Regions from separate parts of the Sus scrofa genome. Here all the other regions are linked to region 3. The links are chromatin contacts, called in public HiChIP or PLAC-seq maps. All regions are on one chromosome and are shown on one strand. The core of a region is the stretch at or near the end of the contact, and the rest is flanking DNA. Distances in the headings are between cores, read along the strand shown. Region 1 holds the start of DHX34 (probable ATP-dependent RNA helicase DHX34). Region 2 overlaps DHX34 (probable ATP-dependent RNA helicase DHX34). Region 3 holds the start of C5AR1 (complement C5a receptor 1).

Region 1 (3,242 bases), core at 740-3,239, 34 kb after region 3:
GCAACTCCCTATTTCCAGGCACTCCCGCCAAGATCTTTGGGGTCATCCTTGCCACCTCTCTTTCTCTCATATGCCAAACCCAATGTGTCAGCCAATCCCTGCAGGTTCTGCCTTAAAACATCCATCTTCTCTGCCATCATCCTGGCCCAGCTGCCTATTGCAGCTCTCACCTATTGCAGCAGCCTCCTCCCCGGTCCCCTTTTTCTCATCTCGAATCCCATATTCGTTCCCTACTTGGGAGCCAGAGGACTCTGTTAAAATCTAAAGTCCATGGAACTCCGCCCGTGGGTCCCAGTTCACTCAGAGTAGAAACCAAAGCTCTTGCTTTGGTGTGTATGATTTCTGCCCCTCCTTTTCCCCACCTCTTTCCCCACTACTCACCCATCCTTCATCCAGACGCACAAGCCAGCAGGCCCTTGAACCCTTGAAGGTTTTTTATGTGGGGGGGGGACAGGGTGCTGTGTGTGAGCAGCATTTGGAAGTTCCCCGGCCAGGGAATGAAGCCGAGCCACAGCAGGGACAAGGCAAAATCCTTAATCACTATACCACCAGGGAACTCCCCGAACCCCCCAAGTTTGTAGTCATTTTGGTGGGAAAGACAGATTAAAAGAAATAGGATGTCAAGCAGAACTGCATTCTTTATGGAGAGAAACAAAGCAGGAAAGGGCTAAGGAGTGATTCTATTTAAAGTAGTGTAGTCAGGAGTTCCCATAGTGGCTCAGCAGAAATGAATCCGGACTAGGAACCATGAGGTTTTGGGTTCGATCCCTGGCTTCGCTCAGTGGGTTAAGGATCCTACATTACCATGAGGTCGCAGACTTGGATCCCGCGTTGTTGTGGCTGTGGTATAGGCGGGTAGCTGCAGCTCCGACCAGACTCCTAGCCTGGGAACCTCCATATGCCACAGGTGCAACCCTAAAAAGCAAAGAACCCCCCCAAAAAAAAGTAGCATAGTCAGAGAAGACATCTCCCAGAAAGTAACATTTGAGCAGAAAGCTGAAAACTGTGGGGCTGCAAGCCATGATAGTCCCTGGGGAGAACATTCTCCGTAGAGGAACCAGTAAACGCAAAGATGACCTCAAGCTAGTGAGGGAGAATATTAACTCAGGTTGTCAGTGTAGGAGCCTGGGCTTCCATGCATTCTTTGATATGGCCTTTGATTAACATTTGTGGCCTAAGGGCTCCAGGGAGTAACATCCCACAGGCCTTGTTTACTACAAGGAGTGTACCTACGCCCAGGTGGATTTTAATCCCTAATCCCCTGTGACTCGGGTTACGGGAAGAAAAGGTCAAAGAAACAATGACATTTATGGGACATTTCCACCCCTAAGGCCCTATTGGACAGGGACTGATATAGGTAATTGAACAAGGCCACTGGGAGAAAGCGACATCTTTCCGGACCCCAGGTTGGTACCCCCCCATCTTTAAGGGATAAAAACCCCTATAGGACAACAGAGAAAGGGGGCTCTTCTCCCCCACTCCCAGCAGCCTGGGAGCTATCTGCTTTCCTTTAATAAACACTTTGCTTGCTTGCTGCGTTTGTGTTCGCGGAGTTCATTCTTCAACTGGATGAACAAGAAGCCAGATTCCTGTATTATCTTTCAGGTATCACTAGGACCTCCAAGACGGAAATCCGGATAGTCAGGTTGTATCACTTATTAGTGACTTCATAGGGTGAATTGTACATTAACAGAATTACGCACTAATAATTACGAACTATAATAAAGAAAACACTCATGGGAGTGTTTCAATAGTGTTTGGGCTCCAGCCAGCTTCCCAGCTGGGCTAAATACCCGGACCTCCGACTGGTCCGGGAGGGCAAGAGGCTCTTCAGGCGAAAGGCAAAGCAAACCACCGTGCTGCCTTTCCCCGCCCCAAGACGCTACAGCTTCCTCCCAGGCTCCGCCGGAAGGGAGGCCGGGCCTGAGAGCGCCGGACGCAGGCGCAGACGGATTACTGGAAGCTGCCCACTGGGTCCTCCCTCTGCGGCGGGGCGGGGCTGGGCTGTGAGGGTGGCGTGCGCAGGCGCAGAACCGGCTTCGGGCGCGTGCAGGGCAGTGGGCGGGAAGTTGAGCAGATCGCTGTGGTTAGTGAGGTGAGCGGTCGAGCGGCTGCGCTGGGTGTTGGTGGTGGCGCCGGGAGTTGGGCTGCGTCCCGGGACAGCTTGGGAACGATGGGAGGGGTAGAGAGAAATCCCGAGATGAGGACATGTGCCCGAGGAGGCCGAACGGCGGGGAGAAGTGGACCGAGATGGAGCCTGAGCGTTCCCTGGGGGTCGGGGAGGCTGAAAGGAGTAGTGTGAGCGGGGCTTAAGTCCTGGGAAAGGAGACGCTAAGGCTTTTTACCAGGAAGCAGCGTTTATTCGTGCAGGCACTGGCTTGGTGGATTAGTATCCAGAGGCTGAGCCCCGAACGGCGCTGCCTTACATACCCCGCTTGTTTTTCCGCTACGTCTAAGTTTCTTTGTCCCTCTTATCAGGAATACTCTTAAGTTTTAGGCGGACAACTGTAGATGCGCTTGCGCTCAGGGATATAGAAGTACGCATGCGTGTCAGATGGAGGCGGTGCAGCACGGCTTCTTCCCTTTGATCTGGGAGGGCACGGCCCCCTCCCGCTACAGTAGAGGCACGAAAAGAATCTTCGACGCATTGAGGGAGCCAAAGCCAGGAAGGTTGAGAGCTGAAAACTAGCGAGGTCCAGAGCAAGAGGCTGGTGGGTCCCAACGAGAGAGGTTCACAGGGACTGCGAGAGGAGTTCCCGTCGTGTCTCTGGTTAAGGAATACGACTAGGAGCCATGAGGTCGTGGGGTTCTATCCCTGGCCTCGCTCAGTGGGTTAAGGATCTGGCATTGCCGTGAGCTGTGGCGTAGGTCATAAACGCGGCTTGGATCTGTTGTGGCTGTGGCGTAGGCCGGGGACTACAGCTCCGATTAGACCCCTAGCCTAGGAGCCTCCATATGCCGCGGGAAGCGGCCCTAGAAAAGGCAAAAAGAAAAAAAAAAAAAAAAGACCAAAAGAAATAGAGGGGAATTTCTGTAGTGACTCAGCGGTAACGAACCCCACTAGTGCCCATGAGGATGTGGGTGCAGTCTCTGGCCTCGTTCAGTGGGTTAAGGATCTGGAGTTGCTGTGGCTGTGGTGTAGGCCAGCAGCTGCAGCTGTGACTTGACCCCTAGCCTGGGAACTTCCATATGCCGAGGGCGCGGCTCTAAAAAGACCAAAAAAAAAAAAAAAAAAGGAAATA
Region 2 (3,125 bases), core at 34-2,533, 63 kb after region 3:
CAGGGGACCTGGGAAAGGGCAACAGGCTGATGAGGTGGAGGAGGAGGGGCATGGTGGCCAGATTTCCAGGCCAGACGGAAGGTCTGAGTGTCCCCACAAGTGATGGGAGAGAAGGGGAAGTGGGGTGAGGTGGGGGGTGAGGTGTCAGGGTCTGTTCGAGAGTATCTGAGAGCACATTGTAATTGGCTTAAACAATCGCCTTAAGTAGATGGCCCCCATAACGGAAAAGTGCAGGTGTGGCCTTCAGGTACAGCTGGATCCAGGTGCTCTAGGAATGTCTGCCTGAGTCCATCTCCCCCATTTCCTGTCTCTGCTCAGGTTTCCTACAGCCTACGGCGGCTCACAGGACTGGAAGTCCAGAACCTCTATGTGGGCCCCCAGACTATCACAGCTGCCCCCAGTCTCCCCGGCCTCTTTGGCAGCTCTGCCACATCCCCCCACCCCACCAAAGGGGGCTACGCAGTCACTGACTTCCTCACCTACAACTGCCTCACGGTGAGCTCAGAACCCCCTGACCCCCATCCTCCTGCCTCTGAAAATGGCATTTGTGGGTTCTCCCCCCACCCCCAGTGGCATTCCAGCCTTGCCCAAGAATGCAGGTGATGTCCAGGCTGGTGATGGGGGGCAGAGTAGGAGCCCAGCCCTGACACAGCCCTCCTGGCGCAGAGCAACGCGGACTTGTACAGCGACTGCCTGCGCAGCTTCTGGACCTGCCCCCACTGTGAGCTGCACGTGCCTCTGACACCCTTGGAGCGCATCGCACATGAGAACACCTGCCCCCAGGCCCCGCGGGATGCTCCCCCAGGTGAGGCCCTGGCACCAGTGTCCGTCCTGCCTGTGTGTTTCCTGTGTTTCTGGGCACTCCCGCAACACTCTGGGGACTCGTGACTTCAACCCTCTGTCTAGCTGGGGTCACAAATGGGCTTTGTCACAAACAACCAGAGCCTAGGACAGTGAGGGCCAGGAGCCACCTCGTTCTCTTGTGTCTGTGTTGCTTTGTCTCTGTGTCGCTGCTCTTTGGTCTGGTTCCATGTCTCTGCTTCTGTCTCTCTCCTACTGTGTCTCTTGGTCTTTCCTGTCCCTGCTGCCGCCTCTGCCTCCTGTCACCCAGTGGGTAGACCCCAGCACAGGGTCTGGTGCCGTGGACCATGAGCTGGCACTTGTTGGGGAGATGGCAGCGGGTCCCAGGGCCCCCACCCAGGGCTCTGTCTCAGCCCTGTCTCCTTGTGTCTTGTCTCTGTGTCTCTCTTGCTCCCTGGGACACACAGTAAAGGCTTGCCTCTGTGTCGTGTTAATCAAGGAAGGCTTCTTGGAGGAGGCAGAGCTGGAGCCCCACAGGTTCCTGGGACTTGGGTGGGGGTGAGAGCACGAAGTGGAGCGCCCCTTCACGGCCTGTCTTGTCCCCTCCCTTAGGGGCTGAGGAGGCCGCCCCCGAGCCCCTCCGGAAGGTGTCTGACCTGCAGAGGCCCTACCACTGCAAGGCCTGCCAGAAGGACTTTCTGTTCACGCCCACGGATGTCTTGCGCCACCAGAGGCAGCATGTGTGAGCCTGGGCAGCCCCGGACCAGGACCAGGGCTGGGACTCCCGACCGAGCCCCAGCCTCGCCCCGCAGGAAGGGGCGCCAGTTCGGGAACCAAGTCTCCTGTCACGCCCGCTCCTGCCCACCCAAGGAGTGGCAGCTGCCCCCCATCGGTCCTGCTCCAGGAGGACACGGGGAGGAGAGGCTGAGCAGGGACCTTGGGTTCCAGGGACGGAAGCCCCTGGCGACTGCTCTGTCGTGAGACTGTGCCTGTGGCCTCTGCTTTCTTTCGCTTGAACTCGGGAGCCCCGGCGCTGGCCCATCGACCTGTGTCATTTTGAGAGCTGGGCGGGGCCAGTGTTCTTGTGGCACCCAGGCTGTGGGGTCTATGCATGGGCAGCTCTTAGCCGTCCCCTCTCCAGGCACAAAAAGCATAGAGAACATTGCAAACGACATCGTGCCCATAAAACCTACCAACCGGCTGAAGCGGACAAATGTTTTTACAGACGCAAATGACCACAGTTCACTCAAGAAACACACTGGGCCCTCCTGTCTCTGTGAAGGAAACTGGATGCCTAGTTGCAAACAGAGGACCGGCTGGGTGGGTTCCCGGGTGACGGCCTGACAGCGGCCCCTGCGCCCTTGGAAGAGGCACTGCTGGGCTCGTCTTAGGGGCCAGCATTGCCCCGGTGCCCGAAGCAGACAGGGCAGTGCCCACATCAGACTCCTTCCTTGAGGTTTGGCGGCTCATGGTCAGCAATACGTAAACCAGTTGTTCTCCAGGGCCGCGGGGCGTTTACTCGAGGAATGCGGAGTTTAGCTTTTGAACATCAGCATAATTGGAAAGAGAAATTGCATTTGACAAAGTTTAACACCCTCTGGCCTTAGGGAAACCCCTGGGTCCTTTCCGGCCAATAGTTTTTTTCCTCTGACAACTGAACACAGCTGAACCATTTTTCCCAGAGGTTTCATTTTGATATGGAAGTCTTGTCTTTGGTTTTGTTGTGTAATAATAAATAAATGTAAATAAATAAAATATAAAGTCAAGTTAAAATAGATAAAATCATTAATAAGATAATAAAAATAATTTAAAAGTGCAAGTGTGAAATGGTACCTTTGAACTTCCTCAAAGGTAAAGGTGTGCTTTGTAAAAGACACTATTAAGAAAATGAAAAGGTGGAGTTCTTGTCCTGGCGCAGCGGAAACAAATCCGACTAGGAACCATGAGGTTGCAGGTTCGATCCCTGGCCTCGCTCAGTGGGTTAACGATCCGGCGTTGCCATGAGCTGTGGTATAGGTCACAGATGCAGCTCAGATCTGACGTTGCTGTGGCTGTGGTGAGGCCAGCGGCTGTAGGTCTGATTTGACCCTAAGAGCCTGGGAACGTCCATATGTGGCGGGTATGGGCCTAAAAAAAACCCAAAAGAATGAAAATGAAAAGGCAAAGCCAAGTAGAGACTTGGAAAAAATACTCATATATTTGCCAACAAATTCATCAAATTGGCAGAATATAAGATTAACTTTCAGGAGACAGGATAAGACGGGTGGATTAGAAGGACTGGAGCTCAACTTCTCTCCTAAGAACAACAAAATTCACAACTAAAG
Region 3 (3,052 bases), core at 149-2,648:
ACACCCAGAGGAGTGCGGGTGCAGGCGCCCCCCGAATGAGGAGCACAGCAGAGAGGTGGTTGAAACCACGTGTACGGGCAGTTCTTCCAGGTCTTTGTCTTCCTTTGGCCAATTATTATTATTATTATTATTATTATTATTATTATTATTATTATTTGGTCTTTTTGCCTTTTCTTGAGCCGCTCCTGTGGCACATGGAGGTTCCCAGGCTAGGGGTCGAATCAGAGCTGTAGCTGCCTACACCACAGCCATAGCAACGTGGGATCCGAGCCGCGTCTTCGACCCACACCACAACTCAGGAAAACGCCGGATCCTTAACCCACTAGGCGAGGCCAGGGATACTAGTCAGGGATGCTAGTCGGATTCCTTAACTGCTGAGTCACTGTGGGAACTCCCTGCCCACCTCTTGATTTCAGACTTTTGGCTTCTAGAACTGTGAGAGGATAAATCTGTTTTGTTTTGTTTTTTGTTTCCGCAGGTGTGGCACATAGAGGTTCCCAGGCTAGGAGTCGAATCAGAGCTGCAGCTGCCAGCCTACACCACAGCCAGAGCAATGCCAGATCTGAGCCGCATCCGCGACCTACACCACAGCTCAGAGCAATGCTTAACCCTCTGAGCGAGGCCAGGGTGGAACCCGCATCGTCATGGATACTAGTCAGGCTTGTTACCGCTGAACCACCTCGGGAACTTCCTTTTCCTGTTGCTTTAAGTTACTCTGTTTATGGCGATTCGTTACAGCGACAATAGGACATTGACCATATAGGATCCTCCCCAGTCCCAGTCGCCAGCATGTTTGCACAAGAACCCAGAGTGAGGCTGGAAAGGATGATGGAGGCTCTGGGTGTGTGTGTGTGTGAGCACATGTGTGCTAACCGCAAACCCCTGCGCACACCTGCGTGCACACGTGCACTAACTTCAAGCCCCTAGAGAGGAAGATCCAACAGTCCCCAGTGCTGGGCTACCTCCGCAGTCCTGCTTTGCCTCTCTGGGCCTCCAAGCAATCTGGATGGGAGGGTGGGGCTCACCATCTCTGTTCCCCTGGACCCCGGAGCGGGGGTGGGTTAAAGCAGTCGGACCCTGAGCTTTCCCACAGGTACCTGAGGACAGAGGGGGAAGGAGAGACAAGGATGATAGATGGGGAAACAGCAAGGCAGGGAGAGGGGCTGAGCCTGGCGGGGCTGGGGTGGGGGTCTCTTTTGACGGGCTTCCTCCCTCCTGGACCAGGAACTTCCTCAGTTTTGAGAGCCCGGCCCCCCTCCCAGGGCTCTGGGGGAGGGGGGTGCTGGGGGGGTGCCCCAGGCCAATGAGAACCCCAGAGGGGAGAGATGGGTCATTTCCTCTCTGGCTATTTGCACCCTCCCTTGGAGCTTTAAAAACCACAGCCCTCAGGCAGGAGGGACCTCTGATCAGCGAGTGGAGAACCTCGGAGGGACCAGAATATGGTGAGTTTGGGGTGGGGTGGGGTGGGGCCGCCACCTCTCCCTTCCGAGCCCCTTGGGCTCTCAGGCTCTGGACTCCCCCGGTGCTTGTGTCTGCCCTCCCCGCCTGCTTCTCCCATCTCCCCTCGTCTTCATCTCAGACTCTCCCACTCCAGGGCTGGAGGCAGCCAGATTGTCAAGGCACTCACCACTATCTTCGACTTCTTGTTTTTTTCTGTTCAGTAGTCCCACATCCAAAAGGGTATTTAGCGAAACGCCCTCCCTGCCCCAGAACCTCAGATGCCTTGTCGCTGCCCTCAGAGGCAGGGGTGGGCCCCAGTTTTTGGTGGATCCTTCTGGAAACCGTCTGCAGGTGCTCCAGGACAGCATAGGGAATGAAGGAATGAGAAGGTTGACCCAGGGCCAAACGGGGCTTCAAATCCTGCCTCTCCTCTGTAATCGCGGGAGAGATACGTCTTGCTGAGTCTCCCACTCCTTATCTTTAAGGGGGAGATAGTGAAAGTCCCCTGGTGGCCTAGCAAGCAGTTAAGGATCTGGTGTTGTCACCACTGTGGCTTGGGTTGGATCCCTGGCCTGGGGAACTTCCGCAGGCCAGGCGGTGGCCAAAAAAAGAGAGAGAGAGATGGGGCTAGTGACCCTGTAGAACTGAGGTCCTACATCAAAGGATTGTTGAGAGAATTAAATGAGATAATACATGGAAAGCTCTTCCTGCAGTGCCTGGTATACAGTTGGTGCTCAATGCATGTGACGTGTCGATCCCGTCTCCCCCACCCACCCTACAAATAGAAGCCTGTCTTACACATGATCTTATATCTTCCTCCTTTTTCTTCATGACTGACATGTAATATTAGATCAGCATTTATTGAGCACTTACTGCATACCAGGCACTGTGCTAAGCACTTGGCATTTACTAATTTCATCGTAAACAGTCTGTTGAGGAAGCTGCTATCATCATCCCCATGTGTTTCAGAGGAATTGCCTCTTTCCTTTTATCAGCTGTATGATATTTCAGTGGGAGATTCTATCTCCTATCAGTGGAGATTTGGGCTGTTTCCAATATTTTGTCTTTAAAATCAAATAGTATTTCTTTGGACCCACACCTGGGTTTCCAGAACCACAAATCCTGAATCCAGGGCATGGGCAATTTTTTTGTGTGTGTGGCTGGGCCCGCAGCATGTGGAAGCTCCTAGGCGGGGATGGAACCCCTGTCACAGAAGTGACAATATTGGATTCTTAACCACCAGGCCACCAGGGACCTCCTGGGTCATTTTTGTCTTAACAGATAATTGCTAAAATTGTACCAATTTCTATTCCTCAATTACAGAGCCTGGGATGCTCTGCCTGTCTTTACCCCCATCTGCACAGGCACGTGGAACTTTTTTTATTTTTGCCAACCTGGAAGGCAGGTCATTGCAGCCTCTAAGGATTTGGAGCCTCACCTCTTTCGTGGGCTTTTTAAAGTGCTAGTGTTTATGTTTCTTCATGCTCTGGGAGGTTGACTCACAAAGATTGCGCAAATTCAAGAAGGTAAATCTGAGTTGAGGAGTTCCCATCATGGCTCAGGGGAAATGAACCTGACTGGTATCCATGAGGACACAGGTTTGATCCCTGGC

The links. HiChIP or PLAC-seq counts read pairs in DNA pulled down with a chosen protein or histone mark.
Region 1: a contact with region 3 is called in an H3K27ac HiChIP or PLAC-seq map of alveolar macrophages. The contact joins the promoter of DHX34 here to the promoter of C5AR1 in region 3. A contact is called at or near these places in 11 of 47 Hi-C or Micro-C datasets (alveolar macrophages, blood, embryonic fibroblasts and 6 more) and 1 of 2 datasets of contacts at active chromatin or transcription factors (alveolar macrophages).
Region 2: an H3K27ac HiChIP or PLAC-seq map of alveolar macrophages shows a contact between it and region 3. The contact joins the enhancer-like site here to the promoter of C5AR1 in region 3. A contact is called at or near these places in 1 of 5 promoter capture datasets (liver), 25 of 47 Hi-C or Micro-C datasets (alveolar macrophages, blood, embryonic fibroblasts and 11 more) and 1 of 2 datasets of contacts at active chromatin or transcription factors (alveolar macrophages).

Annotation. Positions count from the first base shown.
Region 1 is chr6:53,129,204-53,132,445 of Sscrofa11.1, forward strand. It overlaps DHX34 (probable ATP-dependent RNA helicase DHX34), which reads left to right and starts at 1,990. Exons shown (of 18, transcript XM_003127246.5): 1 at 1,990-2,095.
Region 2 is chr6:53,158,753-53,161,877 of Sscrofa11.1, forward strand. DHX34 (probable ATP-dependent RNA helicase DHX34) reads left to right here. Exons shown (of 18, transcript XM_003127246.5): 16 at 319-495; 17 at 667-805; 18 at 1,414-2,617. The coding sequence ends at 1,547. Among named protein-coding and RNA genes, the nearest start is that of MEIS3, 28 kb to the right of the region's middle. Within about 2 kb of position 1,284, at least 3 of the 83 cell types and tissues checked have an H3K27ac peak or open chromatin away from gene starts, as enhancers often do. A contact at or near this core is called in alveolar macrophages, where this site is marked.
Region 3 is chr6:53,095,764-53,098,815 of Sscrofa11.1, forward strand. It overlaps C5AR1 (complement C5a receptor 1), which reads left to right and starts at 1,399. Exons shown (of 2, transcript NM_001244215.1): 1 at 1,399-1,442. The coding sequence starts at 1,440.